Linked DNA regions of Mus musculus: region 1 is linked to region 2. The links are chromatin contacts, called in public capture Hi-C maps. All regions are on one chromosome and are shown on one strand. The core of a region is the stretch at or near the end of the contact, and the rest is flanking DNA. Distances in the headings are between cores, read along the strand shown. Region 1 overlaps Mitf (melanogenesis associated transcription factor). Region 2 overlaps Frmd4b (FERM domain containing 4B).

What was found. Capture Hi-C pulls out chosen DNA fragments and counts their contacts.
Region 1: a capture Hi-C map of bone marrow-derived macrophages shows a contact between it and region 2, with 6 times the contacts expected there. The contact joins two enhancer-like sites. A contact is called at or near these places in 2 of 115 datasets of contacts at active chromatin or transcription factors (bone marrow-derived dendritic cells and bone marrow-derived macrophages) and 1 of 9 other capture datasets (bone marrow-derived macrophages).

Annotation. Positions count from the first base shown.
Region 1 is chr6:97,818,179-97,822,967 of GRCm38.p6, forward strand. All of the region lies in intron 1 of Mitf (melanogenesis associated transcription factor), which reads left to right. Among named protein-coding and RNA genes, the nearest start is that of Mitf, 14 kb to the left of the region's middle. Within about 2 kb of position 2,608, at least 99 of the 459 cell types and tissues checked have an H3K27ac peak or open chromatin away from gene starts, as enhancers often do. A contact at or near this core is called in bone marrow-derived dendritic cells and bone marrow-derived macrophages, where this site is marked.
Region 2 is chr6:97,462,893-97,467,572 of GRCm38.p6, forward strand. All of the region lies in intron 1 of Frmd4b (FERM domain containing 4B), which reads right to left. Among named protein-coding and RNA genes, the nearest start is that of Frmd4b, 23 kb to the right of the region's middle. Within about 2 kb of position 1,454, at least 108 of the 459 cell types and tissues checked have an H3K27ac peak or open chromatin away from gene starts, as enhancers often do. A contact at or near this core is called in bone marrow-derived dendritic cells and bone marrow-derived macrophages, where this site is marked.

The sequences.
Region 1 (4,789 bases), core at 1,358-3,857, 360 kb after region 2:
TCATGAGAAAGCAAACGTTTTCAATCTAAATCAGTGAGTTCAGGTCTAGGGGAAGGCACCGATGGACTCTGGTTCTTCTATAAGGAGCTGTGGCTCATTGAGCAATTTCAGGAAGACGTGTGTGGGCTTTGCCTTCCCCTACCCTGCCCCTTCCCCAACGTGAGTCACTTGCTGAATCATCCACACACATTCCCTCACTTTCCATCTGATCCAGGACAGCATTGGAAAAAGTGGTTTCCTGCCCTATTGAAAACACGCACAGCTTATATTTGCAGACTGGATACTTTCATCAGGAAAAGTGTGGCTTGTCTGCAAGAAGCTGTAAAGCAGAGAAGATCAATTTGGTGTAATGGCTGGGGTGATCTATGAACTTATAAAATGTCAGTTAGAGTCACCGTTGACATGGGAACCACAAACATGACTTCCTTATTTAACTCAGGCACCGAAACCATCCAGGTAAAGTCTGACAGAAGACCTAGGTGACATTTGACCCCTACTGTTCTTTAGGTATCAACAAGGTCTCTCCCAAACTAGCAGAGATAGCACTCTACAGTTAAGTTAGTAAAGCCACTCCTGGTTATGTCCATGGTCAAGTCTCAGCTACCTTTATCTCTCAGCTTTCCAGCAGAAATGAAGTGAATTACACCAGTACCAGCTTTCCCCTGTTGTTTCTGAGCCTGCAGATTGGCACTGTACACATTTAGTATATTATATTGCTCAGTAGAACCCTTTGCAACCAACCAATCCATTATGCATGTGGCTGAGAATGACTGAATGAATGACTTGACTGGTAGTATGACCAGTTAAGAGTCTTTAACTTGCAAAGGAATAGGGTGACTTCAGCAGTCAGTGCACTCTTGAAAAGTCTGTTTTTAAAGTAAGCACTTACAATAACCTAGGTGAAGCAAGCCCAACAGCCATGAGCAGCTGGTGCAGTTCCTTGTGACAGGCATGTCTGCCCATTTGCTGTGAGGAAGCACACGTGGAGAGTAATTTGAGAGGTTGGCCACTGACGGCAGTGTCCCGGACAGTCAGACTGCAGACTTTTTGGAACCACACCTTGCATCATTCATCCTAGCATGGTAATTTCCCCTCGTCATCCCACTAATAATGTTTTGCCTAGGTGAATGCTGCTGGGTGAGCAAGTGGCGAATGACAGGAGCTTGGAATGCAGCCCCAGTGATGCAGATTACAGGTAGAAGCTTTGCTTTTGTTGAGTTGGAAGTGAATGAGAGATGGCTGATTGGGTTTGCTTGGTCATCATAGCAAAGTCACCGAAATACACAATTTAACAGAAACTGTGATTTTTTTTTTTTTTGGGTGTGGGGGCGTGGCAAGGGGAGGCTCAGTGATACTCTATGGAGCTTCATTGACTTTGAAAACCCCTCTTTGTCTCTCTTGGTCCCCCACACCTGACATCATTCCAGTTAGTTTTCCCTGGTAGCCAGCATCCCTTCCCTGACACCTTTCTTCTACTGGACAATCACTTTTCACCTATGAACAATCTCTTTCCCCACATTCAGTCTCTCTCACATGGTCAGCCCTTAGAGTTGAACTTCATGATCAATGTCGTGTCCTTAGTTTCAGGGATGTGCTGACTAGTGAACCCTAAGTGGACCCCAAGATTTCCTTGGGTACTGCCATATCACTCATGTAGCTCTGGTAGAGAACTTTCTAGAGAGAATTACCCTCCTTCCTCAAGCAAACAAACAGGTGATTTTTTTTTAAATCAATAATCATTGATTTTCTTGGATCTGACAATATATCAACACTCCATAATTTTTACTGAAGGCATTCTGTGTCAGGGAATTGTTCATTCTGAAACAGCAATCCAAGAATAATTTAACATAGAGGTATGGGGTTTATGGGAATGTACCTGAACAGTGATTTATAATAAGTGTGCATCACTGAAGTATACCACACTTGGGGAGGGGCACCTCGGATGCACCGCCCCACTTTCTGATCTAGTAGTCCAGGATAGGGTTGGAGAAGTCATATTTCTAAACAAGCTTCTAATTGTTGCTCGGGTGAGGGCTTGGGGTAGAGGCCACACTTCGAAAACCATGAATAGGTGCTAGAGGGTAACCTTTCTAAATGAACTTGAAATAGAAAACTTGCAAAGATGTTGGTTATAAATAATGTATAATGACAGAGTTGGCCCCTGTCAGGTGATAGAACACTCATATTCATCATGTTTAAGTAGAAAAGGAAACTGTTGGTGACATGGCACAAAAGTCCAGGGGTATGGATGACAGGTCTACCCAAGAGTATGACTATCTGAGTGACTTGAAATTCACCTATCTTTACTCCCCTAAGGACTGGCTCAAATCTCAAAGTGAGGGTAGTTTCTTCTCAGCTCTGCGAGGGTGGAACTGGAAGCAGTCCGAAGTCACTTGACTGGGAGATTGGGTTGAGAAACAGGGTGATGGTGGTTTGGGGCACGTCCACATGACCGAATTGTTTTCCACAAAACTTCTGCTGAATAAAACGTGAAATACGACTTTCGGCCTGTTTTCCCATCTCTAATGAATTCCAGACAGTTTGTAGAGTGTGGGAGTTTCCAAAACAGAGAGGTGGAATGACTGGGCTCAGCCAGTGTCCTTTTTATGGCCACAAGACAGCCCTGACATAGCAGACGCTTGCTTCCTCTTTGTTCTAAGCCTCAGCACACTTCTCATTCCTCTGATTGGAGTGGGTGGGTGGGGGTGGGGCTATGAAGAAGGAAGGACAGGGCCAGTGTTGGGTCAGACAAATTAAGTTCCTAAGAAAGTTCCAGACTCAGGATTTACCAGAAATGCAACTTGTGCCTGGGTTTAATCTACTTAGACCCAAATGTTTTGGATTATGTGTTTTTGCTGTTGTTGCCCAATGAACTTCTCCAGAGAAAGAACCCTCATCTGCTCTGACCATAAAATGGTGAAGAGTTTTCACCACCACTTCAGGAAGTCTAAATTTAGGAGAAGGTAGACTTGAACTTAAATCTCACTTTTTCCACCCATTATCTGAGCACCCTGAGCATGGTACGACGGGGTGGGGGTGGGGGTGGGGAGCGCCAGCTTCAGTGCAGGACTGAGAGGAGCTAAGGAGTTGGCAACAACACAGCATGAAGCTTTTGTGTGAATTCACAGATTTGTAGGGTCTGGGGACATAGTTCAGCCAGTACATGCTTGCCCGCTTAAGTGTGAGGATCTGAGTTTGGTCTCCAGGACCCATGTAAAATAGTAGGGTGTGGTGGTGTGTGTTTATAACCAAGCCTTAGGAGATAGAGATAGGTGGATCCAGGGTTTTGCGTGCTAGAGGGCTCAGTCTGCTTAGTAAGCTGCAGGCCAATGAGGCCCCCCCACTCCACCCTAGAATAAGTGGATGGCAACCGAGGAACCACAGCCTGGCCTCCACATGCACTTGTACACATATTCCACCCCCCCCCCCACATGTATCTGTACACACATGAACCTTCTCACATACACATATAGAAATGTGAAGAAACATATGAGTGTAGTGGTCTGCCAAATCCTGGCTGTTAGTCCCTCCTGGTTCCCTTCACACATATCACCAATTAGGTTTTTAATTTGAAATGAATTTTCAGTTTTGACGCCACAATAAGGAGAGAATAACCAAGAACAGTCAAGAAGAGAAATAAGTCCATAGATAAGGCCCCCATACAATCTCCACGTTGTATAATCAGCATTGAGAGTTGAGCCAGGTCAAATAGTGGGGACTGGTGGGATGCCTCAGAGGGAGATATTTAAGGCTGGCACGAGCTATTTACATACAAGGCGTTGTTACCCTTTGTCGCCAGTGCAGTCTTTGTCTTTATCAACATGTTTCCTTTCATCATAATTACAGAGCATGACTGGGTGGAGAACGCACAAGAAGAGGCACTAATTGGAGTTGTGCAATATCATGGACGCTCAGTGCACTGCTGTTGTCTGTACAGGCTCCTGCGATTGCTAACTGTCCCTATCCAGTCTTGTCCATGTTGCCTTTCTGCTCTCTGGTCATACATGTTAACAGCATCATCTTTTTACATAGTAGTCATATTTATTCAATACCAGTCAGAAGACCTCATACCAAACATCAGGATCTTTTCATCTTCCTACATGCCTTAGGAGATTAGAAACTGAGTTTAAAATGTCTGTGTCCTATGCCAGTATGATTGCATTTCTTGGCCATCAAAATTGCTCTTTCTGAAAGTGGTGGATAACTAGTATTTAGAAAATAGAAAGGAGTTAACCTGGGTAGTAAGTATCTTTCTTAGGGGAACAGTTTCATTGCATCCTAGGTACATGTAAATGCCTTCATCAGGTAGTGGCCAGCCATGTTCCCAGGTACCAGGATGCTCATCTCCTTGATTTTGTGAAATAATAACATGACAACCAGAGAGAGATTACAACAGATTCAGGCACAGTGATGCACATCCATGATCCCAGAACTCTGGAGGTTGAGGCAGGAAAATCTTGCATTCTAGCCCATGTGGGCCACATAGCAAGACCCTATTTCAGAAAACCAAAGCAAATCAAGCAAAAACAGAACAGAAGAGTGGGTTGTAAGGCAGATATAACCGCTGCTGTTACCCTGCGCCAGTTATTGGCCATCCTTGCCCACTACAGCAGTCTGGGCTATCTGTGCTTCTACTGATGTCTTAGCAGTGAAAATTGAGGGCCGTACACTGAAAATTGCATGAAAATGGAAGAAATGGAAAATCATAGAAAGGTTCATCGGCAGGAGCTGTCGATGAGTACCTGAGTCACAACGGGATCTTCTATGGTTTAAACACACAGACTGTATG
Region 2 (4,680 bases), core at 204-2,703:
GGCCCTGGAGGAGAGAAGCAGCCACCGGATCTGAAACCTGACTGTCTGGGACAAGCATCTCTTCCATACATACTGTCTTCTGTTCTTCATTGATGGCAATCGACAACCACGTGGAGTGCTCATTTCTTAAGTTTTCGTTCATGACAAGGACTATGACATTGGTTCTTCACAAGGTGCCAGGCACCAGAGCTGGTATTATGGGTGTTCAGATTAGCATTGTGGTTGCACAGGATCCCAGACTCATTAGGACCTCATGCTTGATGTGTTTCTTCTTTACCACGGCTCTTTTCCCCCCTTTGAGATAGTTTCTCTGTGTAGCTCTGGCTATCCTGGACTTCACTCTGTAGACCAGGCTGAACTTGAACTTAGAGATCTGACTGTCTCTGCTTCCTAAGTGCTGGAATCAAAGGCATGCTCCACTACCACCCAGCCATTATACTTCTTCTTCTTCTTCTTCTTTTTTTTCCATTACACTTCTTAATACTATTGTTATTATTTTGTGTTGATTGGGCTCAAACTAAGGGCTGTGTGTTGGCTGGGCAAATGTTCTACTTGTCAAGTACATCTCCAGCCCTTGTATTTTTGAGACAGAGTCTCAAACGTCTTGTCTTGAACACGTGACCCTCCCTCCCTCTGCCTCCCAAATATGGGAGTTACAGGTCCTGCCATGCTTGACTCTTGTTGAATAAGGAGTTGTGTGTTTTCCTTTTGCATAGGGACTCTCTGCCTGGCATTGTGCTGAGCAGGAGAGGCAAGGACTATGACCACAAGTCATGATAAAAATGAGGGCCAAGGACCCTGCCCAAGGCAGCTGCTTGCAGGGACGTGGGCTGAGCATAAAGCGTGTCTACTATGCTCAGGGCTACGCAGTATGGCACCTGGGAAGCTCTCAGCAGCTACTGAATGAAAAAGAACTTCTGTTTAAAAAGGAAAATCACCAACTACAGAAAATGAATTCATAAGTTCCTAAAACTGGGGCTGATAACACTGAAAGTTTATTTAAGGTCTCCCTGCGATCACATGCTACAACCGTTGGACTGGACAGTACGCCGTGTCCAGGAAAAACAGCTCCGATGGAAAAATCTGTTACTCATGTTCTCCTCCAGGCAGAAAAAGAGGGAACTTTCTTGCACAGGGCGGGTTCTTGCTTTCTTAACCACAAATGGAAAAGCCGAGGTGAAAAGCTTGGGGGAGAGCGGCAGGCATCCGGGCTTCTCAGGACTGTCTTACAGCAAGAGGCCAAAGGCACGTGCGGCACTGGACACAAACTGTAAAATCTAATAACTTCCTCATGTTTGGAAAAATAAAGACAAAGAGGCCTTTGAACACCGTGTTTGAAGTCCACTTCACACACAGGGACAGAGACCCAGAGCACTCAGTGCTAGGAGCCTCCCAGCTGGGGGTAAGAAAACGGACTCTGCACCCAGGGTCCGGATTCCCAAGCAGGGACTTTCACAGAGGTTGCACAGACAATGCGAAGAAAGTGGCATGACCTTCCACGCAGCCTTCAATCTCACTTCCTTCCTGGCTTTCTGCAGAATCTGATTTTTTTTGTTCTGTTTCGGTTTCCCCTTTCTCTGCCCATTTGCAGTGCTTTGAAAAAAAAAAACTATCCCCTCCTCTTTCTCCTACCCCTCCTCCTCTCCCCTCTCCTCCTCCTCTTCCTCCTCTACTTCTGACACAGGGGTCTTCTCTATATAGCCAGGCTAGCCTTAAGTTAGAGTTACTCCTATCTAAAATGATTTTTTTTTAACGAAGGAAGACTTTATTTAGGGTACACACAGTGGCTGAACTGGCATCACTCACTGTATCCGTTTCTGCACACACCTTTTAATCTGGCCACTCTTGAGACATCTAAATCAGTAGTTCTCAAATCTGTGGCTCTCGACCCCCGCAGGGTCATATAGCAGATATCCTGCCTATCAGATGCTTACAGTACGCTTCATAGGGCAAAATTACAGTTATGAAGTAGCAATGAAATAATTCTATGGCGGGGGCGGGGGTCACCACAACATGAGAAACTGTGTTAAAGGGTCACAGCATTAGAAAGGTTAAGAGCCACTCTCTTTATTATTCCCTCCTTTCTGTCCTCTGGGTCATTGTAAACCAAATCTACAACTCTGGGTAATTTTGTCTGTAAAGATTTCAATATAAAAGATCATGACATTGTTTTTAAATATAAACCCAGATAACTAAAAGAAAAAAAATCTCACTATCTTCACATATCTGTTAAGAGTTCAGATTTCCAATTGATTGATAATGTTCCTTATTTGCTTATTTTTGGGTCAAGGTCTCACTATGTAGTACAACTTGGCCTCAAACTCATGACTACCCTGCCCCAGCCTCTGGAGTACTAGGATTATAAATGTATTTGACTGCATCTGTTTCCAATTCTTTCCCTCTCCTTCTCGCCTTACATCTCCGTCTCCCTCTTCTTCTCTGTCTGAGTCAGGGTCTCTCTATCTCTCTATATAAGCCCTAGCTATTCTGGAACTATCTATGTAGAAACACTGGCTTTGACCTCACAGAGATCTGTCTGTCTTTGCCTACAGAATGTGCTGGGATTAAGGGTGTATACTACCATGGGTGGCCTCACTCCTCCCCAAACCCACTTTGTTGGACATAATATCCAAAAACAGAAACCATAGTTTGACACAGGCCCACATTTCTCTTAGATTTTAGGTAATCTATAGGTACCCCCATTGTTATTTATTTACTGAAGATGTGGAGCTGTTTAGCCCATCAATTCTCAGACCACCCAGCTTGCTGACTGTGTTTCTAAGGCATCTACTGTGGTTCCTGAAGGCCTTGGCTTCTGGCTGGATCCTTTAATCAGGATTGTCTCTTAGATCCTATAGCCTGTGTGTTCTTGCATTGGAAGGATGTTTGTTCTATTATGGTACAAAACCAATATTCATGACCAAGGTCATTTATTCAATCAAGGACATCAACATGACAATTTTCTAATCCTGCTAGCCCTATTTAGTAGAGTACCTCAGTATGAACAGCTCTGCCCTTAATTGCAAATGGGTGATGCTCTGTTCAATGTTGCTGAATGACTGGTCAGCTAGGAGCATCCCTACATATTAAATCCATGGTATAAACAGCTACGAAGATAGAGAACACATCTAGAAAATTACCTCTGACAATTTTACAGACATGCTTCAGATTTAGACCAACAGAGATTGTTTCCCTTTATTCTAGAATTTGATATAATTTGATTTAGAGATGGGTTCTTTTTAGTATGGCTTCACATCCTGAACAAAGTGTGTGTGCGTGCATGCACTCAGACATACATACGTATGTTTACTTTTCTTCAATAAATATGCAAGAGCTGAGCAAACAGATAATAGGACAACCATGCCTTAAATTTTTTATGAAAACTCCAAATAGTCCCCTCTGACAACTGTCTTATCTATTATCTCACTCTCTTGCCAGATAATAAAGGACAGTCTAGCTGTCCCTTAGTCTCACCAGAACTTGGTGTTCTATGTCTCCTCCTCTTTCCCTTCCCTTCTTCCTTCTCTCTTCTCTGTCCTTTTGACAGTTTCCTGAGACTAGCCTTACTCTGTAGCTTAGGATGGCTCTTGGAACTAACTATGTAGCCTAGGCTGCTCTCAAACTTGTGATCCTCCTGCTTCAACTTTCCCCTCAGTGTTGAGATTACATGCCTGCCTGTCCACTCTTAGGTAGGCTCACTCTTACTATTCCTCTCCTTTCCTTTCCTCTCCTCTCCTCTCCTCTCCTCTCCTCTCCTCTCCTCTCCTCTCCTCTCCTCTCCTCTCCTCTCCTCTCCTCTCCTCTCCTCTCCTCTCCTCTCCTCTCTCTCCTCCTCTTCCTCCCTCCCTCCCTCCCTCCCTCCCTCCCTCCCTCCCTCCCTCTTTTCCTCCCTCCCTCCCTCCCTCCCTCTTTTCCTCCCTCCCTCTTTTCCTCCCTCCCTCCCTCCCTCCCTCCCTCCCTCCTCCTTCCCTCCCTCCCTCCCTCTTCCATGTGTGCAAATGTGATGTGATGTGTGTGTGTATGTGTGTTTGTGTGTGTGTGTAGAGTTTAAAGGATAGTCTTCTGGAGACAATTCCCTCCTTTTACCACTTGTCCTCTAGGGATTGAACCCTCATGGCCAAGTCTGGGCAGCAAGCACCTTTACCAACAGAGCCATCTCATCATCTAGGTTCTCAGAAAAATAGTCATATAAGATAGTGCAGCAGCACAGACTACACTACTGGGTGACTATTTTCAAGAATATAAGTTGAAATGGTAACTGAAGATTAGGAAGAATAAATACTTACATACACTTTCATATACACCAGACCCTGTCCCCATCTCCATGTAATATAAATTTTGTAGTCTGAAGTTAGAACTATTACTAAAAATGAGAAATTGAGACAAAAACATTTTGTTTGTTTGTTTGTTTGTTTGTTTTTTGAGATAGGATTTCTGTGTAACCCTGGCTATCCTGTGAATCACTCTATAGACCAGGCTGGCCTCAGACTCAGGGATCTGCTTGTCTCTGCTTCCTGAGTACTGGAATTAAAGACGTGCCTTCCCATACCTGCAATATTTTCAATTTAGATAAAGTCACCGAGCTGGGAAATGGGCTGTAGGATCTGAGCCTCCACAGGTCTCCATGTGCAGTTCCCGGGGGAAATGCTCTTCTACCTGTCAAACTATCACTAGAATCCT